4 separate regions of the Mus musculus genome follow, and regions 2, 3 and 4 are each linked to region 1. Evidence: chromatin contacts called from public HiCAR-type and promoter capture Hi-C data. All regions are on one chromosome and are shown on one strand. Each heading gives the region's core, a stretch centred on a gene start, on an enhancer-like site or on the middle of the called end of the contact. The rest is flanking DNA. Distances are from core to core; before and after follow the strand shown. Region 1 holds the start of Prokr2 (prokineticin receptor 2). Region 2 holds the start of Lrrn4 (leucine rich repeat neuronal 4). Region 3 holds the start of Crls1 (cardiolipin synthase 1). Region 4 holds the start of Chgb (chromogranin B).

Evidence for each region. Promoter capture Hi-C pulls out the DNA fragments that hold promoters and counts their contacts. HiCAR-type assays count read pairs that join an accessible place to other places.
Region 2: a HiCAR-type map of embryonic stem cells shows a contact between it and region 1, with 4 times the contacts expected there. The contact joins the promoter of Lrrn4 here to the promoter of Prokr2 in region 1. A contact is called at or near these places in 3 of 39 promoter capture datasets (the HPC-7 cell line, embryonic stem cells and maxillary cranial neural crest), 3 of 115 datasets of contacts at active chromatin or transcription factors (embryonic stem cells and stem cell-derived neural progenitor cells) and 1 of 9 other capture datasets (liver).
Region 3: a promoter capture Hi-C map of liver shows a contact between it and region 1. The contact joins the promoter of Crls1 here to the promoter of Prokr2 in region 1. A contact is called at or near these places in 8 of 39 promoter capture datasets (the 3T3-L1 cell line, the HPC-7 cell line, HPC-7-derived erythroid cells and 5 more) and 1 of 9 other capture datasets (embryonic stem cells).
Region 4: a promoter capture Hi-C map of embryonic stem cells shows a contact between it and region 1, with 6 times the contacts expected there. The contact joins the promoter of Chgb here to the promoter of Prokr2 in region 1. A contact is called at or near these places in 6 of 39 promoter capture datasets (3T3-L1-derived adipocytes, HPC-7-derived erythroid cells, embryonic stem cells and 3 more), 2 of 115 datasets of contacts at active chromatin or transcription factors (embryonic stem cells and pancreatic cancer cells) and 3 of 9 other capture datasets (adipose tissue, embryonic stem cells and liver).

What each region holds. Positions count from the first base shown.
Region 1 is chr2:132,381,721-132,388,524 of GRCm38.p6, reverse strand. Prokr2 (prokineticin receptor 2) reads left to right here and starts at 3,078. Exons shown (of 3, transcript NM_144944.3): 1 at 3,078-3,269; 2 at 6,775-6,804.
Region 2 is chr2:132,877,079-132,883,882 of GRCm38.p6, reverse strand. It overlaps Lrrn4 (leucine rich repeat neuronal 4), which reads left to right and starts at 3,021. Exons shown (of 5, transcript NM_177303.4): 1 at 3,021-3,089; 2 at 3,968-4,648; 3 at 5,666-5,870. The coding sequence starts at 3,988.
Region 3 is chr2:132,842,451-132,849,254 of GRCm38.p6, reverse strand. It overlaps Crls1 (cardiolipin synthase 1), which reads right to left and starts at 2,589. Exons shown (of 7, transcript NM_001024385.1): 1 at 2,130-2,589. The coding sequence starts at 2,438. Mcm8 (minichromosome maintenance 8 homologous recombination repair factor) reads right to left here. Exons shown (of 19, transcript NM_001291054.1): 18 at 6,463-6,652; 19 at 5,058-5,780. The coding sequence ends at 5,688.
Region 4 is chr2:132,779,143-132,785,946 of GRCm38.p6, reverse strand. It overlaps Chgb (chromogranin B), which reads right to left and starts at 4,305. Exons shown (of 5, transcript NM_007694.5): 1 at 4,165-4,305. The coding sequence starts at 4,213.

The sequences.
Region 1 (6,804 bases), core at 1,829-4,328:
CCCTTGGTCCTGCCCTCAGAGCAGATAAAGCCAGAGAGGCAGCCTGAGTTCTACTTAGTAAAGCCAGCCCACCAGTGTCTTACACAGTCATTCCACAGAACCCTGAAAAGGCAGGTGGGTTGTGTGAAACCTTGAACCTCTACGGAGTCCCCATCTGTCTAACTACAGTAACTCACAGAGCTAAATGACTTTTAATTTCAACAGCCTTACAAAGTTTACCTGCCAATGTGTCAATAGCAACAGCACAGTCTTAGTTTGATTTCTTAGTGTGATTCTACAAGAGACACACAGACATAAAAAAAAATGATGGAATAGATTTGTTTTTTAAGAACAGAGTCCCTCCCTCCCATACTTTGAAAGACTGAAAGGTCACCATGGCTACAGGACTGAGGGGAGGAAACATTACTGAGAAATCTTGCTTTGGAATACTGCTTCTCTAAACAAACGTGTGTTCATCAATCGAATGTGTGGCCTTGACCTCTGTCCAACAGACGGCTTAATAGAGCCCCACGGAGCTCTTTGTGACAAGATCCACCACAAAGCCTTGTACAAATGCTTTTATGCTTTGACTCAGCAATACCACTTCTGGGAATTTGTCATACAAATATCCTTGTACATGCACCCAAAGATGCTCTGTGTACTCGGTCACTGATGAGCTATAATACGCACACCATTCAATACCACAACACTATAAGAACAAAAAATTGGAAATAACTTAATCTGTAATTTTACAGACATCTTGAACCTGTCAAACCAACATATCCAGCAGTGTGGGTTGTAAAAGGTAGCAACAGTGTATCCGTACAATAGACTATGTTATAGTAGAAAGGTGAAGAAGCCATAAATATATATATATTAGATTACAGATACCCCTTGGAAAAACAGGAAAAACTGTGCATACAAGGTGGATGGGAAAGAATGCTATTTTATATGATATCATTTTATGTGTTTTAATTTTTGAATTGTGTTGAGTTTGCTATTGGCTGAGAAACTGTCCTGCAGTATGACACTTCATAAGGACATAGGTACCACAATCAAGCTATGTGTCCCAATTCCTCACCAGTAACTTTGTAGTGGAATCTTTACCTCTGCCATCCATTATTTTCAGGGGATGTATGGTGGGAAGCCATACTCCAGAAAAGAATCACTTTTATTGGCCTATGGCCATGTCTCTGAGAGATTGTCTTACTGTGGGAGGGCCCAGCCCACTATGGGTGGCACCATCCCTAGGAAGGTGGGCCTAGGCTACACAAGAAAACTAGCTGAATGAGCTTAAGCCTATGAATGAGCCAGGAAGCAGTGTTCCCCTGTGGTTTCTGCTTCAAGCTTCTGCCTTAAGTTCTTGCTCTAACTTCTCTTAGAGATAAACTGTAACTAGGGAACATTAGCCAAATTAACCCTTTCCTCCCCGGTTTGCTTTTGGTCAGAGTGTTTTATCATAGCAACAGAATAAACTAGGACAGGCCCTATGCCTTTTCTCCTCTGCGTACACTGACTTAATTCAAGTCACAGTATTATTCAAGTACTGTGGTGGTAGGAAGGGGTGACTTAATGGAGTTCAATATGGCAATCTCAGGCTTACCAACAATTCAGTGTTGCCCTTTAGAAGGATGTTATTCTGTGCCGGCATTAAACCACTCCAATGTCCTGAATAATAATGGTGTGCCTTCCAGGGAACACACTTTGTGGTGGTGGTGGCGGCGTGTGTGTGTGTGTGTGTGTGTGTGTGTGTGTGTGTGTGTGTGTGTAGCATAGGGGTTACTATGGTTCATCTCCTAGGACTTCTCATGTGCCAAAGTTAGGACACAAAGTAGTCTTCAACTGTATACTGAGAAATCTCCAATCTTTCAATTCCCCTACTCACCCAAGATTCATGGCTTCACCCCATGCTGGTTCCCTGACAAGTCTATTATGTTGAGATCAGGACATCAAGTTGCTAGCATGACAACTATGGGCTTCTTGATCTGTCTGAATGAGACCCTGACCTAAATCTACCTTGGAGAATGCTGTGAGTACACCAGAGGGTCTGTTTGTCCCATATAAAGGGGTGTGCGGGTAGACGTGGGTCAGGAGAGTTGAAGCCAATAGCTGAAGTTGATAAGCAAGCACCTTTGAAAGAATGACCTAAAGAGGATGTTCAGAAATCCGGCTACAGTGTCAGTCAACTCCACTTTGCTTTGTACAAAACCAAAGCAAAACAGCAAAGCCTTTCCTGCAGTCTGGACGATGTACTTACCAGCCACCGCGCCAGCCGAACCACAGCCTGTCCCTGGGAGGAAAGAAGCCAGGCCTCCTGACTCCATCGTAGCAGCGAAGAGGATACAGGAGGGCAGGACAGTGGGTTAGTTTCACATAAGGTAGGACAGGCAGAACCACAGAATGACCAATTCCAAATACTTTTCCAAGTCCTCTATATGGGTAGTTTAAATTGTCAGCTTATCGGACAGGTCTCATTTAGAAAATGTTCTCTGTGGCCAGCACACAGTTCCTGCTTTAGTGGGGGTAATTTTATTTCTGGGAGAAATAAAATAACTCCTCTGGAAATAAAGTAGGGGCTCTGGGTAGCCTCAGATAGGCTGGAGGTTAGACTCGGATTGTCTTTGAATAGCCAAGGACACTACAGGAAAGATCATCCCAGTTTAGACCAGAACCTCAGAATTGAAGTTTCATGCAGGGCAAGCCATGCCACCACTAATTTCCAGCTTTGCCTCTTAAGGTCTGGATTGCATATGGGGGGCCTCTCCTGCATCACTTCTAAGGGAAGACTAGGCTTCACCCCTTACTTGCTGGCTCTGGGAACTTGTAGACACACACATACACACACACACACACACACACACACACACACACACACACTCCAACTCTGCACACTTAGTGGAAGCCACAAATGCTTGCAGAGGACAGTGCTCCGTCTCAAGGATGGCCAGCTGCTGAGGTCACAACGGGTTCAAGAGCTTACAAAACCCTTGGAAGGACCACCCGGAAGTCTGAGACCCTAATTCAGTAGATCTAGGAGGCAGGCGGGTCTCGGGGGGCGGAGTCGGGCGCCGGGAGGGGCGGGACACCTGGGCTGGGTCCGGGGCTGTTGGATGAGCTGCAGAGCGAAGCAGCAACTCCAGAAAGACTGATGCGAGGAGAGCAGGACCAAGCGACACACGCCCACCAAGTAGGCAAGCCTCAACCAGAGCTAGTGTTCCCAGAGCCCGGGCCGCGCCCACCTATGGTGGCGCCACCGGCCAGGGAGTGCGTCCCTGAAAGCACCGAGGCAAGTGAGTACCGGGTTGCGGCGGGCGGGCGGACTTGGGGGCACTCCGCGTCTGTTCCAGGAGATCACCTCCTACCTCCGAACCCTGGGATTGGGGACTAGGGGACTGGAGTGGAGCCCCGAAATCGCGGACTCAGTGGAAGGCGTACGGACAAGGGTGGGGGTATCTGCGTGTTTCCTGCGCCCTGCAGGCACCTCTGGTGCCCGGCTTTGTTTCTTGAGCTTAAATTCCCCACTGGGTACCTAATCCTGTACCAGTGTTGCACTGAGTGAGTGAGAGACGTGGGAACCTTCAAACGGGCTCCCTCTTCCCACAGTCTACGGGCTGGTGATGAGAAGGCGGCTGGAACTCCCGCTTATTGGTCCCCGGTGGCGATCTTTGGGAGACCAATAGACGCCCCAGAGGGAGGACACTGGGATCCAGACTCCACTGGAACCCCGCTTTTCAGGTAGGGTGGAGCGTGCGGCTGATTCCTGTGTAGCAAATCGGGGTTTCACTAACGCCGGCAGAGTGGCGATTCCTGTCCCCCAGCGCTCTCCCTCGTAAAACTGGGCAGACCTCGCTATCCAGTTTGATAGCTTCTTGCTACCCTTACCCGTTGCTCCCGTAGCTCCCGCACTGGCTGGTGTGCTGAGGTGGGAGAGGAAGGCAGTTCATTGAGACAGACTAAGTCAGGCTGGAGTCCTCTCTCCAGCCCCTCGCTTGCCCCATAGCAGCTACCTCCTGGGAGCTAGCATTTTGGAGACTCTATTTTGTCTCCCTTCTGTGGATGTCTCGGGACACTAGGATTATAAGGGAGTTCTCAAGCAATGGACAGCCCCTAAACTCCCTGGTCATCCCCCACCCACTCTTAGGAGGCTGTTATCAATTCAATCTGGTCTCAAGCAGCCACTTCAAAAGACACAGACTGTGACGAGGCTCAGTTCCTCCTTAGTCGGGGTTGGCTGTGGTTGGGAATCTGGGAACCTAAGGAAGGAGTCCGGAAGCTGATCCAGAGTCATGGGGTCAACCTGGGGAGAAAGGATTTATCCTAGAGCAGGGCTTCTTAAATTTTTCCATTTAGAAAGACCTCATTCACCAGAGAATTTCTTACACGACCCTGGGTTTGTACGTGTATAAAGTAGGAATATAATTCAAACACTTACTAATAATAAATCATTAATGTATTTTAAAACAATTCTTTGATACGCATATAATTTTACCATTTATGAACGAGGAAAGCAAATTTGCATAGTAATGAGTTGGATTGCGTATTTTTACATAAAGAATTAAATCTTGGCTGAATATTTGATACGGCATCTAGAACATTCTTTCAGAGTTGAATGATACTTTGATTTTTGTGATAGTCAATGCTGGGATGGCTCTTTATAGAAACACATGGCACAAATGGTAAGCTTGCTTCAGGGCCATTTCAAGCACGGCTAGAAATTCTGTCCTAATTCCAAGCCAAATTTCATGTAATGATTATTTTTTAGAATGAAACTCTAGTCAAGTGCTCAGACAGCAATTTTTAAATTCTTATGTGTGTGTGTGTGTGTGTGTGTGTATGTGTGCACATGTGTGTCTGTGTGCATTGTGTCATGTGTGTGTATGTTAGTGTAAGGGGGAGACTGTCTGAGGCCAGAAGAGGGTATCAATTCCCCAGAACTTGGAATTACAAGCTGTTATGAGCAATCCAGTGTTGGTGCTGAGAACTGAATTCTGCTCTCCAGTCTTATTTAAGAGACCCTCCCCCCCCCTACAAGAATGGCAAGCCTCTGTGACCACTAACCCATCTCAGTCCTTAAAATAGAAATTTTATTTTTTTCTCCATTAATTTATTTATTCACTTAACATCACAATCATTGCTCACCCTCCTCCCAGTTCCCCCTTCACATATTCCCTCCCCCATTCCCACCTCCTCTCCTCCTCTGAGAAGAGGACTATCCCCCAACCCTGGAACATCAAGTCTCTACAGGGATAGGCGCATCCTCTCCCACTGAGGCCAAACAGGACAGCCCAGTTAGAGGAACAAATTCCACAGACAGGCAACATTTTAGGGATAGTCCCTGCTCCAGTTTTGGGGGGACACGCATGAAGACCAAGCTGCACGCTTGCTACATGTGGGTGAGTGGAGGCTAGGTCTAGCCTGTATGTTCTTTGATTAGTGGTTTTCTCTGACAGCCAGCAAGGGTCCAGGTTAGTTAACTTTGTTGGTCTTCCTATGGAGTTCCTATCCCCTTTGGGGCCTTCAGCTCTTTCCCCAACTCTTCCATAAGAGTCCCCAAGCTCCATCCAATGTTTGACTGTAGGTCTCTGCTGGGTGGAGACTCTCAGAGGACAGTTATGCTAGGCTCCTGTGTACAAGCATAACAGAGTATCATTAATAGTGCCAGGATTGGTGCTTGCTATGGAATTCTGAATTCTGGTCTCGAAGAGAGCCCCTTATAAGAGCAGCAAGCCCCTGTGACCACTGAGCCATCTCTCAGCCCTTTGAATAGAAATTTTTAAATCAAAACCTTTCAACACAATAAGCTCAAGGATACACTAATTTGTAGCTGAATAAAACAATGTGGAGCATCTAGTGTGTAGCATCCAGTATGTAGCACCCAGTATGTAATGTCCAGTGTGTAGTCTTTGTTTTCCATAATTAAATTGTTATGTTTCTATGAGAGCAGAAAACTTTGCATGTACAGTAGCTGTTCATGTGCAATTCACAGCACACGAGTCTGGGGCAAGGTGTTGGAGGCCCTGTTTAGGGGCACTGCAAAGCACACTAGCACACAGGGCAAAGTGCACATGTGTGCAGAAACAAGGCCACAACCAAGTGTCCTGATGCAACTTAGATGAAGGATGCCAGAAACAGCCAGGATTCATTGTGTGTCTGATTTCCGTTTTTGAATTGATTTTTTTCATTCAGAAACCATTTGCAGTCACCTTCCTCCCCCCCCCCTTGCCACATTCAGTTATGCAAGCCCCATAGTTTAAGAGACTGGCTTCTAGAGCTCCTAAGCAAAGAACAGGAGAGTAGCAGGAGAACCACTCCCAGCCACCAATACATTCCCGTCCACAGCCCCTGCCTTGTGCCATTGTCTGGTAAGCTGTTGAGAATAAGAACAGTCAGCCCAACACTGTTGCTGGAAGGAGGACAAGGGTGCATATTCTTTGGGTTTGCTTGTTTGTTTTTTGGTTTTTGGGGGTTTTTTGGGGGGGGTCGAGACAGGGTTTCTCTGTGTAGCCCTGGCTGTCCTGGAACTCACTCTGTAGACCAGGCTGGCCTTGAACTCAGAAATCCGCCTGCCGCTGCCTCCCAAGTGCTGGGATTAAAGGCGTGTGCCACCACTGCCCGGCTAAGGGTGCATACTCTTCTTGGGTTTCTCTGAAGATTCCAGTTCATTCTGTGACCAGCAAGCAGACGGCCTCCCGTCTTCTTGGCCCTGGGTGACTCTGGTTGGACTGTACCTAGCTAACTCTTGGGGGGACTAGCCAGATCTGATGTTTGCTGACCAGTGGTTTTATCTGCCCCCAGATCCTGGATGGTATCTGTTCTCCCTAAGGA
Region 2 (6,804 bases), core at 1,772-4,271, 500 kb before region 1:
CTAGACCCATGGTGATTCAATTTTCTATTTCTACATAAGTCCCCTCCCCATCTCCACTTTCTCCTTAACCATCTCAACACTAGGGCCAACCATGACCCCATCATGCCTTTCTCCATTCATTCGTCATTTTCCCCAGGTGCCAGGCACACCCAGCACTTACCCATAGCAGGTGGGCCTCCTTGGAGTGACTCCCTCCATGTCAGAAGAAGCCAGCTATGTCTGGGAGCTGCAGCACTAAGAACCCTGGGACCAGCAGAATACAGAAGCAAAGTGTGAATGCTATATTCCTCAACAGTAGATAGATACATTCCCCCAGAGAGTCTACCGCATAACTAAGTCATTTTTTGTTTTGTTTTGTTTTGTTTTGTTTTGTTTTTTTGAGACAGGGTTTCTCTGTATAGCCCTGGCTGTCCTGGAACTCACTTTGTAGACCAGGCTGGCCTCGAACTCAGAAATCCGCCTGCCTCTGCCTCCCGAGGGCTGGGATCAAAGGCGTGCGCCACCATGCCCGGCTTAACTAAGTCTTTCTTTTCATAGCAGCACCAGCTCATTACTATCAGACTCTCTGAGCTTTCTCAGATCACCCCCCAAATAAACTCCCTGCACTTGAGCCCTTAGTTAAAGGTTTCCTGAGGAAAACATCAAGTAGAGAGGAGGCTGAGTAAGAGACTAGTTGCTCAAAGGAGAGACACTCCAGCAGGGTAAGAGTTCCTGCTCCACATCAGGGGAAGGATGTGATAGATATTTGAAAAACACATACTTCGTGGTCCCAGGACTTTGTCATAGGACTTTAGCATCCTCCTGTGGATTACTGTCTATAGGAGGGCAGGTGAAAGATAAGACTAGAGTCTGTGATTGGGCAATGAAAAAGGAAGGCAGGGCTAAGAGTTTGGGGGGTGGGGAGACAGGGGACAGACAGGAAGGACAGAGAAGGATAGAGGAAGAGGATAAACAGGTTCCAGGTGGCTTGAAAGAGCCACAGATAGTTAATAGAATAATATAGGACAATTTGTCCAATCTAGATGGACAGCTTATATCATTATCAACCGAGTTTTGAGTTCTTTGAGTGGGCGTTCTATGAGTTAAGAATTTAGTTATAAATCTGACTGATAAATTACAAACCTCTGGAATTTTTATTTTACTGGGTTACAGGGATTTGTGACAGCTAGCCACAGGAGGTGAGTGGCTGGGAAGATAGAGCAGTTCAGAGGCAGGGAAACAAGGAAGCCGGAAGCTTGTAGCTCCCATTGGGGGAGGGGAGACCGCGGTACTGGAGCATAGCTGGCATTAGCATGGATTGTTTGTTTGTTGGTTTTTAAATATTTTTTAAAAATTTATTTATTATATATGTAAGTACACTGTAGCTGTTTTCAGGCACACCAGAAGAGGGCATCCAATCTCATTATAGATGGTTGTGAGCCAACGTGTGGTTGCTGGGATTTGAACTCAGGACCTTTGGAAGAGCAGTCGGTGCTCTTAACTGCTGAGCCACCTCTCCACCCCCCCACCCCCACCCCCCGCCCCGGATTGATTTTTAATCATTACATGCAACATCCTCCTATGGTAAAACACGTATGTCACCTTTTCCTATGCTCCTGCAGTGCTACAAGAGAAAGGACTGCAACAGAGTTCTTCGGTGTCCCTGAAAAGCTCCCAAGTGCCATACAGTGGCACTTCCTCATCCTACTATGCCCAAGAAGTCAGCTCATAGACAAAAGGAGACTTTCTAAATATTTTAGTGTCTTAAGTGATATGGATTTATCTGAGTAGCTAAGAACGGTTATCTTACGAGGAAATACACTGGGTCCACTGAGAGCAACAGAACACCTTTTGGTTCAGAATACCCAGATGGCTCACCCATCATCTGCTCCAGAGCCCAGTCAACTCGGGACTTTGGTTTCCTTATCATGGGATTGTGGGCAGTACCTTGAGAAGATTCGATGAGAGAATGCTTATGAACCTGGGATCTAGCAGTGACCCTGACTAAGACAACGTCTTTTCCTCCTTGTGGTCTATCTAAACAGGGTACTTATATTTTAATGGGTTCTGGTCCTTCTTATCTGGTGTCTCCAACTGAAATCAGCTACCCATGCTGACTTCAGTGGAGGCAATGGCTTGACCAGGATGAACAGAGCATATTTAATATTGAGAGAAGTCTGAGGCTTTGATTCTTGGGTATGCAACTCTGTCCAAAGCATTGAGGATTTCATGGCTGGGCCACAGGAGCCAGTCTCCATCCCCTTCCCTTTTCCATCTTTTCCTGGTCTTCTACACCTCCCTCTCACCCATCCCTCCCTCCCTGATCAACCAGTGGTGTCGGGTTTCTACCACCAGGGCCAGGACCCAGACCTCCTGGCCGCTTCCCTACAGAGAGCACTGAGCAGACTCCCCTTAACCTGGCTCAGGCCGAGGAATGCTTCTAACCAGGTCTCAGCCAGCCTAGACCGAAACACTTATCTTTGAGACACTGCATAAAGAGGACATCAAATGAAACCACCAGGGACTAGTAATCTCATCAGACCAGTTTGAAAGGTTCCTGGGACTTCTCAGAGATGCCCAAAGATAAGCGCTGACAGGGGGAAAAACTGGAGGCTCTGGTCCCAGGGTCTATATACAAAGAACTGAGGACAATAGCCCAGCATGCTCCCAGTCGTCCTGGTGGGCCTGGGATGGCTGGAATCACCTAGAAGGGAGACTAAGATTCCTGTGAGGTGAGCGTGCTGCTTTACTGAGTACTGCTCTTCCTGCTGGCTTCTTTTCTCAAGCTTGGGAGAAGTTTAGCAAAGAAAGAGGACGGGGAGGAGTGGGGGTGGGGCTGGAGCTGGGAATGCCAGGTCTATGGAAAGAGAGGCCTGAGGCGAGAGGGAGGAAGGGGGATAGAAAACAACAGAATTCTTGGTGGGGAAGGAGGGGCTTCGGGGCAGGAGTGTCTCAAGCTCCTCCTGGATGGAGCTGGAGGAGGGGCAGCCGGGAACCTGGCTTCTTCCCTCTGACATTCAGAGCTGACCCGGGAGGTCACTGGTTCCTACAGTATTCCAAAGACTGAGGACCTAAAAGGGCGCGCCACATCCCACTGGGACAGCTGCCTGGTAAGTATGGCATACTACAGGATACATTAGCACCTGGCTCCAATTCCCAGCAACGTTCTCATCACTTTAACTCCCTACTAAGAGGGGAGCCTTGCCCTAGGAGCCTTAATGGTGGCTCACTGTTCATATCAGTGTTCAGCAGGGAGCCAGGGTGGGAATCTGCAGTAATGTGGGCTATCAGACAGTGACTTCCTGCCCTGCACAGCTAACAGGGCTGGGCAATCAATCCCTCCTGCAAAGGGCTGACACCCAGTGCTGGCTTCTGTTAGAACCTATCTGGGACCAGGATCCCAAATCTTGCGGGTGTCTAGGGCTCCTATCTTCTTCTGAAGGCAACCCTGAGCTTCTCTTAAGAAAGAGACACCAGAAGTGGCAGGACCCTTGTATTATGAAAAGTTAGCCAGATGATGGTTTCTAGGTACAACTAAATCTTCCTTGAGTCCATACTTTTAATCTCAGCAGAGGTTTAGTCTGGATGTGTTCACGGTTAGAACGAAGCTGCTTAACCTGGGGTGGGGGAAGTGGGGGGGGGGGTGTTACAGAGGAAGAGAAAACAACCTTCTCTCGAAAACTCAGAGAAGGAGCACACGGAAGCATGAGGGCGGGGGTCTTGGAAGAGTCAGGCCAGGCATGGAAAAGACAGGGAAGACTCCTGCTGGAAAAGCAAGGACAAGCAGGTGTGTGATGGATCTTGCACCAGAGATGAGGAAAACGCTCGTCTCCACCTGCTCACTGACAGAAACGAGGTGGGGGTGGGGACGAGGGTGAGGGTGGGGATGAGGGTGGGGGTTACTTCCTCCCCGGACACACACACACACTACAGGAACTTTGTGTGCCTTTCGTTCGGGGCTTCCTCTGAAACCATGGGCCCTCTGTAGTCTTTCCCTAGAGACTTGACATGCGGTGGACGCTGATGCTGCAGCTGCTGCAGCTCCTGCTACAACTGCTGATGGCGCAGAGCCAGAGCCTGGAAAGGATCTCCCAGGACCGGATCCCCCTCTTCCGACTCACTCAGCAGGGAGACTGGGACAGCCTCGACCGCCACCCTACCGACTCTCTCTGTGTAGGACTCCCCGCCGCGGGAGTCACCACTCTGAACTTGGCGAACCGCAGCCTGGAGAGCCTGCCTAGCTGCCTGCCGCGCACGCTGCGCAGCCTCGATGGCAGCCACAACCTGCTGCGCGCCCTTAGCGAGCCTGTGCTCGGCCGCCTGCCCGAGCTGCGCGTACTCACGCTGCACCACAACCGCATCTCCGTGCTACACTGGGGCCGTGACACGCTGGCCGAGCTGCGTGAGCTCGACCTCAGTCACAACCTGCTGACCGAGCTGCCGCCCTGCGCGGGGCCCTCGGGGAGCAGCCTGCGCTCGCTGGCGCTGGCCGGGAACCCACTGCGAGCGCTGCTGCCACGGACCTTTGCATGCTTCCCAGCGCTGCGGCTTCTCAACCTCTCCTGCAGCGAGCTGGGCCACATCGCCCAGGAGGCATTCGCGGGGGTGGACGGTGGGCCCCTGGCGGCACTGGAGCTCTTGGATCTGAGCGGCACGAGCCTAGAAAGAGGTGAGAACCGTGTGAGGGCTACACATGTGCCTTTGGGGAGGTTGGAGATTAGGGTTGCGCTCTTCTAGAGGTGGCCCCAGAAACCATCCGCGTGTGCCCAAAGTGCTCCACAATCACAGAACTGCTGATAATCTCCAGATTATATATGAGGAAACCAAGGCAGAGAATGGTGGCGTGACTTTACCAAAGTCTCAAAGGTCTAGCGTGCCTAATGTCCCCAGATCCAAGCCCAAACATTTCACAGGCAGATCTCAACATCTTAGCCACTGCCACTGCGTTCTGGCTAGATGAACGCTATGGAATGACGAGGCGAAGTTATCATTGTGGCCCTTGACAGACGAACTTAGCCTCAAGCATGCTGAGGAATTCATTGATTCCACTGTCCCACCACCCTCATTGTTTCTTTGGATGTTGGATCCTTTCAACGGAATGTAGGAGGGAGATGTCTTTGATTCAAGAGCACGATTTTATTGGTCTTTAAAGATACCTCATGTGTCTATAACCAGTGTTCATCACAGCCGTGAGAGGAAGAGTGGCAGGGGGCTAGAGAGAACGAGGAATTCAGAAAAGGGGATGTTTTCCATATATTGGGAAATTACAAAAATTGAGTTCCTGGCCCCGCCTCCAACCCTGTGCCCTCTTGTCCTTTCTTATGTTCCTCGAAAGCTCTCAGCTCTTGGGAGGCATTAGAACTAAGTCTGGCTACTTTGCAAGTGGAGTTTAACCAGAGGCTGTGACAACAGCAGGCTTGGAGATAATGTCCTGGGTACAGACTCACACCTGCTGTGAGTTGTCCATTGCTTCTTTGTAATCTTAACCAACCTGGGCTGTGAGAAGGATTAGGTAGAGCTGAGAAAGAGCCTTTCCAGCTGCCCTACCAGTGACCCCACCCCCAACCCCATCACTCACTTCTTTATTGCTGGTTCTGGTCCCCTGGGTCACTTATTTCCTTATTGCTGGTTCTGGTCCCCTGGGGTTTTGTTCCTTACTGTAATGGATAATTTCCTTTGACTTTAGTTGAGTCTGGGTGGATCAGAAACCTGCCAAAGCTCAAGTCCCTCTTCCTGAGAAAGATGCCCAGGCTGAAGACACTGGAGGGAGACATTTTCAAGATGACTCCCAACCTGCGGCAGCTGGATTGTGGAGACTCTCCAGCACTTACTTCTGTTCACACAGAGATCTTTCAAGACACACCCAATCTACAAGTCCTTCAGTTTCAGAAGTAAGTGAACCTAAGCCCAGCTTTTATTATTGGACTGATTTTGCCCATTAAACTATATTGAATTTTTATGACATACCAATCCTTACTGTTTCTGCCACTGCTCTTCCAAATCCTCTTGGGTTTCCGTTCTCCCTCATCTTTCTCATAGTATCTTAGGAAGGTCTCAGACAGTCTCCACAGCCATAATTAGCAAGGAGGAGCCAAGGACACCAGGGCTCTCCACTGGAACCCCGTCTTTTCCCCCAGATGATGCCTCTTCAGTCCATCCCAGGGTATGAGTAGGGTTGGGATGGAAGACGAGGGGTAGGAAGGCTTAGCATGCAGTAGGACCTGGAGTTGCTCCTTTTATTCTAGTAGCAGGCACTGGCTTAGCTTCTCAGAGTAGTAGGACACTGAGGAAGACCCCAGGCCACCTCCTGTCAGTGGGGCCTATATCTGGGACTTGCCCTTTGATGTAGACACATCCTTTTTCCTCCTTGTGTTTTGGTAGGGATGGGAATTAGAGGAGCTTCCAACCCACTGTCCAGTCTTGTCTCCCCTCTTTGAGTTTACAGGTGGGTGGTGGGCTAGTAAACCCCATCTCTCAGTCTTCCCTTGTCTTGCACAGGGTGTAGAACAATTCTCTTTGGGATCTGGGTACCTCAGCCAGCCCCTTACTCAATGCTCTCAGCCCTTATGGTTTCTGTTGAATCTAAGCCTAAACAGCTCTGTTTGAAATATCCAGTTATTTAACAGTCTGTTCTGAGTCACTGACCTTTGTAAAGACCCTGAACCTTAGTTCTGCTGCGAGGTTTTGTGTTCCCTGACCCACTTGGACCTAGCATTTTTCCTGGGTCAAAGGCCTGCCTCTCAGAGTCCAGTGAGATGGTAGCTCAGAGGCACTAAAGGGCTTCCCATATTGTGGATAAGGGTGGTGTTCTGGCTAGCAATCCCA
Region 3 (6,804 bases), core at 1,340-3,839, 460 kb before region 1:
ATCTTTCCCTGGAGCCTGAACTGTTTTCTCCATTAGTCAAGATTCCACCCCCTTGAATGCTATCTTCGAAGAAGCATTTTAGCATCCCTTTTAATCAGTAAGTCAGTAACCAACTTGCTAAACCTTAACCTTTTTAGGAAAAAAAAAAAAAGCAGGCTGGTGAGCTCACTGGGTATGGGTTCTTAGGGCCACGCTGACAACCTCAGTTCCCAGAACACACGTGGAGAGTGAAAAGACAATCCAGGGAAGCCGAGATCATGATGTGTATCAGTAGCAAGTATGTTTGCATGAACCAAAAGGGAAAAGTGGCAGCGCTCACTTCTCAAGATCATCTTTAAACAGCTCATGACCCACCTACCTCATAAGAAAAGGCATTGATACTAAGAACCCGACAGAAAGCGTGTCGGTGTAGAGGAATAATATGGTGGTTGTTGGAGGCAGGTGGAGAATACTGTCACTGAAAATTATAGAACTTCAAATTCTATAGGGACAATGGCCAAATCAGAAGCAATACAACCCTCTAAGCTGGAATCTTCTATTCAAGTAGGACTACGCTATATAGTTGTATGAAAACAAGCTCATTTCACCCAGGTTCAAAGATTAGAAATGTTCCTGAAATTTAGAAAAAGTATCAAGCTGCTGAGACAGCTCGAGATTTGCCCTGACCTTTGTATGTGTAATGAAAAGAGTAAGGCTATTGACCACACTGTGGAACAAAGTCAAATACTGACCCAATATTACAGCAACTCACAAAAGCTGGGAAGAGAGAAAGGTAGCTAGCTCAGGGCTGTGCTAGAAAGCAAAAGCCATCAGACTATGGCGGCACACGCCTTTAACTTGGGCACTCAAGAGGCAGAGGCAGAGGCAGGTGGATCTCAGAGGACAGCCTGGTCTACAGATTAAGTTCCAGGACAGCCAGAACTACACACAGAAACCCTATCTCAAAACTAAAACAAGCAAGCAAAAGCTGAGAATGAAGAGCTCCAAAGTTAGTCTAACACACTGAAAGAGCATGACTAAATAGAAAGCTGCACCCAGCCTCCTCACTTCCCTTGGTAAAGACACAACACAACTACAGCTGGCTACCAGGCCAGTAAGTGAGCCTGTGCCCCACAAAAAAATGTTCACCGGCTGGCATGGTGGTGGTGCAGGCCTTTGACCTCAGCACTCGGGAGGCTGCGGCAGGTGAATCTCATGAGTTCGAGGCCAGCGGATCAAGTTCCAGGACAGCCAGGGCTGTTACACAGAGAAGAGCTGTCTCGAAAAACAAAACCCTACAAAAAGCTCATTAATATCTAGTTATTACATTTGGACATTTGTGAAAGTCGACAAAGCTTAATCTCAAATTACCCAACCAGATAACCTGTGGCATACTCGGCCAACTGTGCTGGGAAGGGCTTCAGCCAGGTTGAGGGCAACTTCAAAGCATCCGGCGGCGTTCAATCTCCAAGAGTTTTAAAGCTAGGCCTGAAGCTGTGACCCCTGCCGGGGTGTGGCCACCTCAGCCCATGCTGTGTAACTGAGGAGAGCAGGGCAGTACAGTGGCCGCTGAAGACCTAACAATTGAAGATGTAATAATTGCATGGACTTGCTAACATGACATCAAAAGCTGGGCCACACTCATGCTCTGGTGTCACCTGCTTGGGAAGTTATCTTACCAGGCAAGGTGAACAAATCCTTCTGTTACGTCAAGAATAGTCTGAAGCTTTCTATAATACAAAGTTGAAAGATCTTTTCATTACAACCTAAGCCAGATAATTATCCTCCGTGATACTGCTAAAGACCAAAGGATGATGTAATCTGCACAAACGGACAGAAGGGCCGTTCTTATGGTTCCGCCGAACTTAACCCTGAAGATTCACTTCAAAAAATTAAAAACAGATTAACTAGACGAGCGATGGTTGTTTTTACCTATGCAACGTGTAGACACACCTCCCAGCAACGGGTGTGCACACAAGGGGATTACAGTGGGTTTCAACTTGGCCAGAGACTGTACCCGGCGGGGGACCCCTGAAGTTCACCAAGATCGAACGCCCTGGCTGCCCGTAACTTCCCAGAACACCGGGTGAGTGTCGCGACAGAGCGCCGAGCCCGTCACCTGCGTCCCGCCGACCCTCCCTCGCACGTACCGAGCTGGCGGCGCTCGCCGGGACCCATCGGGCGCTGGGGGCCTGCGCGGCGGCACCTCCTCCTCCGGCGGCGGGCTCCGGGGCTGCCTTCCCCGCGCCCGAGCAGTGGGTCCGCGGGCCGGCGCCGGGCAGCCGCAAGGCGAACGCGGCCGGCCGCAGCCGCCAGCGCTCAGCCAGGCAGCCGAGGCAGCAGGCCGCGGGCGGCAGCAGGGCCCTGCGGGAGCCGCCCCTGCCGAGCCGCGCCCCCGGAGGCCGGAGGGCCACGCGAAGAGGGCCCCACGCGCCGCGCGCCACGCGCCAAGCCAACATGGCCGTGTGGCCTCCACGGAGTCCAAGAGTCGAGAACTCAGACGCCCCTGGCACCGGCTGCCAGCTTCTCTAGAGAAGTCGAGCGGTGCCGAGGCCGTATGGACAGCTCCATACTAATTTCTACACTCTGGCACTTTCCGCTTATACAGGTGGCCTGAACCGCCAAGGGAGTCAGCTTTCACGACGTTTTCACGACACCCAGCCGCTCTGCTCACCGGCGCCCCCGCGCGGCAGCGGCGAGCACGAACAGCTAAGGCCCGCAGGTTAGGAAGACCTGACTAGTGAGTAGAGCCGCTAGTGCCTGCAGGCTAAGAAGAATGACAGGTAGGGAAGACCAAGAGCGAGTGCCACGTGGCCACAGGAAGCCACTTATATCAGGCCTGCCTGATGCCAAGTGGCCCGCTGGTGTGCATGGCTCTGTATTATCACTGGAGATGTAAAGCATTAGTGTTGGCATCAAAGTAGTTAAGTACCTACTCTGCTTCCTTAGCACTAAATGCATATGAATAGAGCAAAGGGAAATGTCAATAATAGCAATCACTAATTGTTTACTTGGGAAGTGCTTACTGTATGCGTTATAGTGTCATTATTTATCCTCTCAACAACTCTAACATGCCTTCTGTATTTGCCTTTACTTTTACAGGTACAGAAGCCCGTGGACAGGAGAAACCTGCTTATTCTAAGTCTGAATTAGAAACAAATCAGTTCACTGTTATAACCTTACCTAACCTACCATTTTGTTATAGATTTGAGCTTGAACCCAGGGCCTTGAATCCAGGTCGGGCAAGAACCAAACCAGTGAAAGGTCACCACGTGGTGATGTCTTGCAGTCTTTCCACTGTTCTTCAGCCCAGTCTGTGATGGCACACACTCACCTGGAAGTTGTTCGTAAAGCCCACATCACATTTGACGATTGTAGTCTTTTTTTTTTTTTTTTCCAAGACAGGGTTTCTTTGTGTAGCTCTGGCTGTCCTGGAACTCACTCTGTAGACCAGGCTGGCCTCGAACTCAGAAATCCGCCTGCCTCTGCCTCCCGAATGCTGGGATTAAAGGCGTGCACCACCACGCCCGGCTAAGGATTGTAGTCTTAAGGAGCTTTTTATCAAGATCATCTTTATTTTGTTTTGGTTTTTGCGAGAGGCCTAGACTTTTCTTTTTAATTAAAAAAGGAAGAAAGAAAAATGAAGAAAAGGAAAGAAGAGGAAAAGAGAAGAAAAATCTAAGCAGTGGTATGAAACAAAGAGAAAAAGAAGTAAAAAGATAAATCCAGGTGGCCGTGGTGCATGCCTTTAATCCCAGCACTTGGGAGGCAGAGGCTGATAGATATCTGTAAATTCCAGGTCAGCAAGGGCTACACAGAGAAAATCTGTCTCGAAAACAAAAACAAAGTCAGTTTCTGTTCATAATTAGAGTTACATCCCCTTGTATATAGTCTTAGCCTTAGTCATCCCCTTGTATACAGTGGTCTGATCGGCCCATTTTGGGATGGATGGGTCAACTGATGGAGCTGCTTGCAGCTAATCTAACCAGCTGACTTTGATCATATTTATATCAGCTACCACTTGGTTCCTTCAAGTCAGGGTTTAATATTTCTATGGTATTCTATGGCATATTATCCCTCATTTCATTTTCATTTTGCATTTACTATCAGTTAAATATTCGTTGTAAAATACTAGGATTTGCTTTATTTTGGTTACTCAGCGCACACTGCTTTTTGTATGTGTGTAGGTGTGGGGGCAGAGGCTGATGCTGAATGGCTTCATCAGTTCAGGCTGGCCAGGGAGCTTCAGGAAACTGCCTCTCCTCCCTCCACCCAGCGTTAGGGTTACAAATGAAGCATCCTTGGCTTTTTACATGAGGATCTTACTCAGACTTAACCAACTGAGCCATCTCCCCAACTCAGTTTTTGGGTATTTTGGTTTTTTTAGTTATTCATCTCCTGGTTTCCTGGAAGTTAAGTAACTAATTTCTTTTTTTTTTTTTTTTTTTTTTTTTTGGTTTTGGTTTTTGGTTTTTGGTTTTCCAAGACAAGGTTTCTCTGTGTAGCCCTGGCTGTCCTGGAACTCACTCTGTAGACCAGGCTGGCCTCGAACTCAGAAATCCACCTGCCTCTGCCTCCCAAGTGCGCCACCACTGCCCATAAGTAACTAATTTCTAATCAGTGTCTGTTAAATGCTAACGTGCTTATTGGCTATATATACAAAGAATGCTTTGGCTAGAGGTCCAGTTCCATTTGAAGACTCACAAAAACATGATGAATTCTGATTTCATTGGTCCTGCCTCCTTGAAGCAGACCACAGGAAACCCCTCAGCATGGGGGTTTCAGGTCCATGTCTCTGTATGTGCTTTCTCTTCTGAGGCCTGATGAACAGTGCTTCTTGCTGCTGCTCTGATGCAGCAGGCAAGCCATCCCTTTACCTTCTGCAGACACTCTTCCAAGTACAGGGATGGCATCCATGAGGCACAGAGGCAGAACACCTTAAGCACCATGGCAAGAGGCTAGTTTTATTTTACAAACTACTGGAAGCTTTTTTTTTTTCAGTTTTTTTTTTTTTTTAAATCATCAGCAGTCATGCAATTCTATAAATAATACTCCTCAGAAAAGACTTCTTCTTCTTCTTTTTTTTTTTAAGATTTATTTATGTGAGTGCACTGTTACTCTCTTCAGAGACACGAGAAGAGGGCATTGGATCCCATTACAGATGGTTGTGAGTCACCATGTGGTTGCTGGGACTTGAACTCAGGACCTATGGAAGAGCAGTCAGTGCTCTTAACCACTGAGTCATCTCTCTAGCCCCAGAAAAGACTTCTAATTAAGTCAATAAATTTCCACTACTTTCAAATGAGAAGCCAAGTCAGACCCACTGCCCATAATCATAAAGTTAAAAATGAATGAAGAGTTTTTGTGACCTGAACAATTTAGGAGAGCCAAAGTTTAATGTTTTAAGTAAAAGTTCACCTGAACACATACTAATCTGTTTTTGCATTAGCTGAATGCCTGCTAGACATCTGATATACAAAACTAAAAAGCACTACTAAAAATATGATGAGTTAAAAGCATATGCTTATGCTATTTAGATAAAATAATGGAAACAATTTACTCTTCTTACTCTTCTGGATAAATTATGGATAGGCCTTTATTCTGTTATAGGAGTTGTGTCATTTTTCAGAACTTTTATTTTCAGTTTTGTAATTACGATGATTCTGAACTATTTTGAACCACAGGAAGCCCTGATGTGGTAAAGTCTTTCACATAGTTTGAAGTTGGTAAATCTTTGGGCCTTTCTTCAAGAGATAACCTTGGTCATTCAGTGATCCAATGAAGTTTTCAAAATCGGCAACCTAAAAGCAAACATTAAGAGTCAGCACATTCAGTAATCAGCCAAATATGACTTTCACATCCATCTCTACACAGACATATACCCAGCGAGCTTCCTAGGCAAACAAACAAAAACAGTCTATGCTTCATATAGTACTCCACTAAATAAAGAATACTTTGTCTTAATTAAAAGCCCAGCTTAGACTAGCTTTTGAAATTGCATGATCTTACATCTGAACTACTTGCCACATTTAAAGTGCAATTACACTGGTTTTCTCTAGAACTCCAAAGTAGGAGCAGCAGGGACTCATCCAAAGAGAAACCAGAGCCATCACAATGAGTAGCCACAGGGCGCTCCAGACAGAGCCCAAGTGTTCCTAAAAAAAAGTCCCTCATTGGAAATGCCAAAACCTTTGAGAAGAGGTAACAAAGAATCTTAAAGCTAAAGAGTGATTTTGTTCCCAGGCATGGATATGCTTGCCTTTAGTCTTAGCACTTAGGAGTCAGAGGCAGAGAGGCCAGCAGGCAGGCAGAGACAGACAGAGGCAAGCAGAGACAGAGACAGATCTCTGAGTTCATGGCCAGCCTGGTCTAAAGTTTCAGGACAGCCAGGATTGTACACGGAGAAAACAGCTAGAAAAAAAATAAAACAAAACAAGTTGTTTTGTTCTATTAATAAGAACCTCAGTATTTAGGTCATCATACCTGAATGTTTAGTTCTTTAGCAATCTGACGAAGTTGATGATATTGAAATATGTTGTTATAAGTTCTTTCAGCAATGCTGTTGAGAGCAGAAATAAATCTTTTTGCTGTTGACCTGTTGCTCATCCCAGAGCCATGCTGGGATCGCTCAAAGTCCAGGTTTCCGAATTCATCTGAGTAAGTTCCTAGCATGCTTAAAGATAGAGAAGAAAGGATTATCTCATATGGCGGGGCTACAGAAATTTTTGGGCTGTGTTTCCAATTCATAATAGAAGTCTGGGAGTGCTGTGAGACTTAGCCACTTTGAAATTCATTAGGATATATATAGATTGACAAAAAAGTATT
Region 4 (6,804 bases), core at 3,056-5,555, 400 kb before region 1:
GTTTGTTTGTTTGTTTGTTTGTTTTGTGTTTTTTTTGTGTGGGGGGGGTGGAAGCTGAATGAACCAGATTTTTTAAATTGCCCAGCTTTTCTTGAGAGGGATGCAGAGTGAATACTTAGCAGAACCCATGGTTGGGATGACGTCAATGATCATCATTTCCTAGTTGCTTGTACACATGCGTGCAAATGTACATACATGTGTGCATACCTAAAATACACTGCTGTTTCTCTCAGAAATGTCTTGAGCATATTTGGAAACAAATGCCGCCTTACAGCCAATAGAAATCAGATCCAGACCACAAATGAGGGGCCTTCTTAGGTTTCAGCATTTTACCAAGTATTGTGCTGGTTACACAGCCGTCCTATATTTGTGAAAAGTGTCTTAAGCTGTGCACTCACTCTGCAGTTTCCTACATTCTGTGCAATTGTAATTTTTTTTAATGGAAGCAGAATCAGGTGCCCTCTGCAGTTCTTTCCCTCTGTCTATACCAAGTGGTTATAGATCTGTGGCTCTCTCTACTACTCCAGTTCCCAAGAAAATCTCCTCCCTTATAAAAAAACCACGGGTACTAAAAGTCAGGTGTGGTGGTGCACATCTTTAATCACAGCACTCAGAAGGCAGAAGCAGGGGTGTGAGTGAATTCGAGACCAGCTTTGTCTCCCTGACTTCCAGGACTGCATAGAGAGACCCTATCTCAAAAACAAACAAACAACAACTGCAACAACTAACAAAGAAAAGCAAAAAACCTCCAAAACACAAAAATAACAACAACAAAACTCTCAACAATAACAACTACCAAACCCATGGATATTAGATCATTACTCACACAAGACCTTTGCTTACATGATCTGCTTTCACTGTGATGGTTTTATGAGTTGTTTACAATTGTATAAACACCTAGAAGTATCAAGTTCTCCAGCACATTGTTACGGTCAGGATATCCAAGATGGCATTTAACAACTGGTATATGACAGTATGTTTCAAAGGAAAAATTAATGCTCAAGATTTTATGAGACTCTGTCCCTGCCTTAATCAGCATTTGGAGTGTCTTTGTTGGTCAGAAAATAACCTGGTGACCAGCATTTGCCGGTGCCACATCTTCCTTCTCCCAATGATTGCTGCTTTTGTTATTTTACCTTTCGCTTTCCCTTTGTTTAATCCTTTCTGCTAGAGAAGCTCAAAGCCTTTACAAACACTCTTATCTCTACAAACAATCATTATGCTAGGAAAAAAAAAAACTTAAAGAGGAGCGATTCCCTTGGTCCCCAGAATAGAAGACCTAGCTGGGGCAAGAGCAAAATTCTCGAGCATCAGACACTAAAGCTACTCAAAAGCTATTTATTTATAACGAGCACCCTAACCTTCCTTCCAAACCAAGCCTGTTCAAACACCTACTCACCCTACCTAACCCACTGCCTGTCAACCCAGAGGAAAAAAATACATGCGACTTGGAGCGAATGTCTCTCATTTGCTTACTTTACTAAACATCTACCCCAATTGTTTTCAGGGTCCCACTGTTACCCAGGTTTATTAGGGTCACTTAAAAATGTTTAAAAAGTGCTTGATAAGCTATGAAGAAAGACTCCGGTTCTTCCTCAGAGACAGGTCAAACAAAACCTGACTGGCCAACGGGGTTCTTATGCCTGGCTCTGGAGGTTCTGTGGTTTTTCCTTTTCTTTAGTGCTGCAGACTGAGCCCAGATCCTCACACATGGCAGGTGATCACTCCCTGACCGAGCCCCGGCCTAGGGCCAGTCTTTCATGGTCCAATGTCTGCTATTTTGAGAACACGCTCACTTTGGCGAGTCTCTTTTTCCACCTCAAATCTGTGAAATCCTCTGGAAAGAATAACTATGGAAGAATTACTCCCATAATGACTGAGAAGTCACCCTTTCCAAGTTCAACTTTCCAGACCTTCTGTAGCAGTGCAGATCCACATATATAGTTCTGCCTGTTGTTCTTTCCCAATATAAACTGGGTACTTTAACTACCCAGACTGCCAAACTATTAACCCTTGTCAGAGTTGATGGACAAGGGATGTCTCATTGTCCTAGACAATTAGCAGTTTACAAATTACTAGTATAGAGCATCCTCGTTTTCCCAAGGGAGACTCCTCAGACTCTTCTTAATCGAAAGGAACTAGGGTTTGCTTATGGAGCTGCGTTGTGAGCCTTGGTGAGAGTGCTAAGTAATATGTATTTCTTCCAATAGAATCTGTGAGAGCAAAGAAATGACTAAAGATGTATTAGGTACCCAAAACTGGTTTAGCTTATTTCTGTAGCAAATAAGAAATACATTTAATGCTTATGGAAAAGTAAAATAATCAAATGACAAAAAAAAATCAAATAGCAAATCTGAGAATAGCTCTTGAAGCATCAGCATCCATAAGACTATGAAGGTTTGATTCATGTGAAAATCACAGCTGCAAAGTAGGCTCAGCATGTTCTTTTGCTGGTAAACCATGGGCACCCCAAATTCCACCAAACTTGCGAGTCAAACAGGATCTGCATAGCAAAAATACCTTTATCTTTTATGTGATATGGATATGGATTTGGTTTATTCATATTAATTTTTAAGGTGCACAGTACTTACACAGACAGTTGTGGATCTCCTTCAAGAAGCTCGAAATGGTAGAAAATTAACCAGATGACTTCCTGGGGTCTCAACCATGATTTTACTAAGTAACAAACTACTGGAATCCCCTCATTGCCAGATTTGGGGAGGTGGAAATGAGGAGGTGAGTGCTAAGATACATGGTGTGTTTCTGGGGTGATGACCATGCCCTAAAATTGGTAGTGGAGATGGTTATAGTCAAAGTGAAGCAGTAGGCTGCACGATGAGTGAGTAGTTGCCTAAAACAGAAGAGATTTGCATAGCTTCGGTATTTTACTACTAAATATTCCTTCATAAGAGGTATGAAATGTTTAACCACCACCAAAAAGTTTAATTAACCAGTTAAACGATTTACAAAAGGCTTACTGTTTTGTAATCTAGAACAGAATGTACATTGTGTACAATGTATCATTGTGTCCTGTTCAGCAATATCTTTCCGAAATACTTTGGACTTGAAAATTTCTAAGTTGTTCAGTTTGTTTCCTTTTATCAAATTAAGAATATGATATTTATAAAAAATAGTTATTTATAAAAATGATTTTTAAAAATAAGAACATTATGAATGCAATAACATAAATTACCATTGGCTTTCATTTTGTCAAACATTGGATGAGAGATTCCTGTCAATCAAAGGCATATATATATATATATTATATATATATATATACATCTATATATTTCATATAGACATATGGATATCTCAATTCTAGTTAGAAATCTCAGTCTCAGAACAAAACACTTTTCCGAGGACATTCACAGAGACAAAGAGCTGCTAGTGTAATTTGGTGTTATACTTATTTTTCAGTCTCCCAACACAAACACATCTTTCAGGCTATTGGAGACCATTGAGTAAATTTAGAGTAGTTTGAGACTTAGCAACGCACTCATCCACACACAACCGTCAAATATTAACTACTTCTGCTTTCATTCTTCAAAATTGACTAAAACATTTATTTTGCTACTCCAAAGATAATTTCATGGGTGTAACACAGTCTTGTTATTTTTATTTCTGGAGCACAAAAGGAAAGAAATATCTAGTACAGCTTCCATTCATAAATTAACATGTGAATTACCTCTCTTTAGAAACATAAATACAAAGTGTAAATATGTTAACCCTGTAAACAGACACACGAAGACCTGCACACACATATATGACACGCTGAGGGAAATGCCTTAAATGCACTCAGATTTAGTTCTAACTCAGTGCCTTTATAATAATAGAGGAAACTCTGCAGGGGCCAACTGCGTGCATTCCCACCCCTCTGCGGTCACGGGGCTGTGAAAAGTCACACGGAGAGTCAGGCTACAAAGGCTCTCTCTAGCTCTGTATAGAGCCTGACATCTCTGCAGAGAACACAGAATGCGGCTTTGCTTCCAAGGGCTGCACAGCCCCGGCGGGGAAAGGAGGAAAAAGCTGGACAGCTCTTGCTTCTCCTACTCAAAGCCAGGCCAGGCAAGGCAAGGGATACAGGGAAGAGGAGAGGCGAGATAGAGGGTGAAACCCAGTGCCGCCAGCTCTAGGAGCTGTCCGGGGTGCTGAAATCCCACTCACCGGCCAGAGCCGCTGCGCCCAGGAGGCCGAGGAGCATAGCCGGCTGCATGGTGCCTCTCGCCAGCTGAGTGTAGGAGGAGCTCGGCGGGTGCGGGCTCCGCAGAGCAGCTGTGGCGCGGTGGGCGCAGGCCTGGCTCTTATGAAGGGCAGGCGGGGTGCAGTACCCGGGGGCGAGCGGCGGGCGGGGGCGCCCCTCGCTCAGCCCTGACGTCACGGAGCAGCCCCGAGGCGGCGCCAGCGGGCGGAAGCACAGCCAGTGTGTGCGGCCTTGCGCAGGGTCCCAGCAGGCACGGGCAGGGATGCGGGGACGCCAGGTGCTGTAGATCTCAGGCAAGAAGGGACAAGGGTCCGGCTCATATTGTCGCGCCTGCGCTCCAGCTCCTCCGCGCACACCTCCGATGCTGCAGTTTGGGGTTGTGGGATACTTGTGATTCTGAAGTGTGTAAATGACGGGGGTCAGCTTTCTGTATCCTCTGCCAAGCTGAAGAAAATCCTTGCTTGGAATAAATACACAGGCGGTTCTTAGACCTTAACAAGAGAGTAATGGCTGTAAACCTCAGTGTGCAACCATGAATGTGTAACCTGCTCTTGGTTGAGATGTTTGGTCAGTGTCTGTGTATCCCATCTATGGCACTTCTGTCTTCTGTTTATGGAATCTCCTACCCGACGTACTTATTCAGATGAACTTAAAAAATCAAACAGGCCAAAGGATACACTTCAAAATTCTCTCTCTCTTTTAACCTCAATTTTTTCCAAGTTCAGTTTTTTCTGTAACTACTTTCTGTGGCTTAGGCCTATTTTAGTTTGGAGCACACATAATTGGTGCTTTTCCTTTCGCTCTCCCCACCCCTCTCCCTCCCCCTCCCTTCCATTCCCATCTCCCTCTCCCTCCTCTCCCCTTCCCTCCTCGCCCCCTTCCTCTCCCCCTCTTTCTCTTGATTGGTCACTTACCCAGCTCTTCTGATAGACATTTATTTAAGCTGTCACCCTTTGGCCCTTAGTTACTCTTTTACAACAGGAGCATAGCTTGGGGTGAGGTAAGGAGTACATCCTTGAAAACCTGTTCTTCTTTGCTTGCTTTTAAATAGAGATAGAAACGCATTTTAAATTATGTGCGCAATGGAGATGATAGCATCTTCCAGGTTATTTTCAACATGGATTCTGTTAGCCTGATAAGGAATTGGGGGAAAAGCGCCAGGCAATCGTCCTGCCCAGAAGAGACACAATCTGCTCTGATAACAGATTTCGAGGACCAGTGAAACCTGACGTGAGATCTTTTTGGTCAGGTGATAAAAGTTTTCAGTTCCTTTTCCTGAAAAGAGTGAGGCTCAAATTCTCTTTGCACATGCTGAGAACATAGAAAGATGCCTCTCCCTGGAAGGTTATTTACCCAAACTGCAGCCTCAGAGCATATGTTTTTAATTTTTCATTTATGTTTTTCTACATTGCTGGAGAGAACACAGAGCCACGGGCATACCAGGAAAGCACTCTACCAGTCTCCTATATCATCAACCCCAGTCTTAAAAATGATAGTTCTGCGACAACTGGTAAAATTTGAAAAGGCATGTAGATTACATCCCTCTCTGGGAACTGCACACATGTGTAGGCAAAACACCCATCCACATAAAAGGAAATACATCTTTTCAAGTTTTAAAAAGAAGAAAGCAAAATATGAAAATGAACAAAGCCTATTGTCAGAGAAGGACTGGAAACTCTTGCCCACCTGGGCTACATATAACAAGCAGAGAATGTGTGAGAAGACACAGGATATTACACCAGAGAGGCCAGTGCTTTGTAAGCGACCTGCAAAGACTCACAGGCCTTATGGCCCAGTTCTTTTTGACTGGCTGCTCTCCTTAGTTCACTACCCTATTCCCATTTTCAGTAGTGACTCCTTTATAAACGTATTTAATTATGTATTCATTGAGATAGGGTCTCACTGTGTAGACCAGGCTGGCCTGGACTCACAGAAATCCACCTGCCTCTGCCTTCTGAGTTCTAGTTCTGCTTTTAGCCATGCATCACACTTCAATGAGTCACCCTGTGTTTGTTCCCCCAACCCCCACCACTATAATCTGTGCTTGTAACTGTGCTGGCATGTCTTTGCTGATTTCAGGGAGAGGTCCTTGGATAGTCAAAAAATGTCATTGTTTTTAGAAATGCATATTGAGGTTTCTAGTCTCAAAATTTGTGAGAAAGTATAAGGAAAAGAGAAAAAAGGAATCACTTTCATATCTTAAAAATTAATATACATACACATACACACACACACACACACATGCATACAATTGGTTTTTCCAGACAGGATTTCACTATGTACTCCTTGGTGTCCTGGAACTCTAACTCTCTCTCTTTCTCTCTCTTTCTCTCTCTTTCTCTTTCTCTCTCTCTCTCTCTCTCTCTCTCTCTCTCTCTCTCTCTCTCTCTCTCTCTCTGTAAAACAAGATGGCTACAAACTCACAGAGATACTTCTGGGTGCTGGAATCTAAGGTGTGTGCCATCACTACCACCTGGCTTGATTTTCTTTTTTAATTTAAAGATGGGGCTTTATTGTGTGTAGCCCTGACTAGCCTGAGACTATGTAAACCAGGGCAATCTAAAACCCACAGAGATCCTCCTGCCTCTGCCTCCTGAGTACTG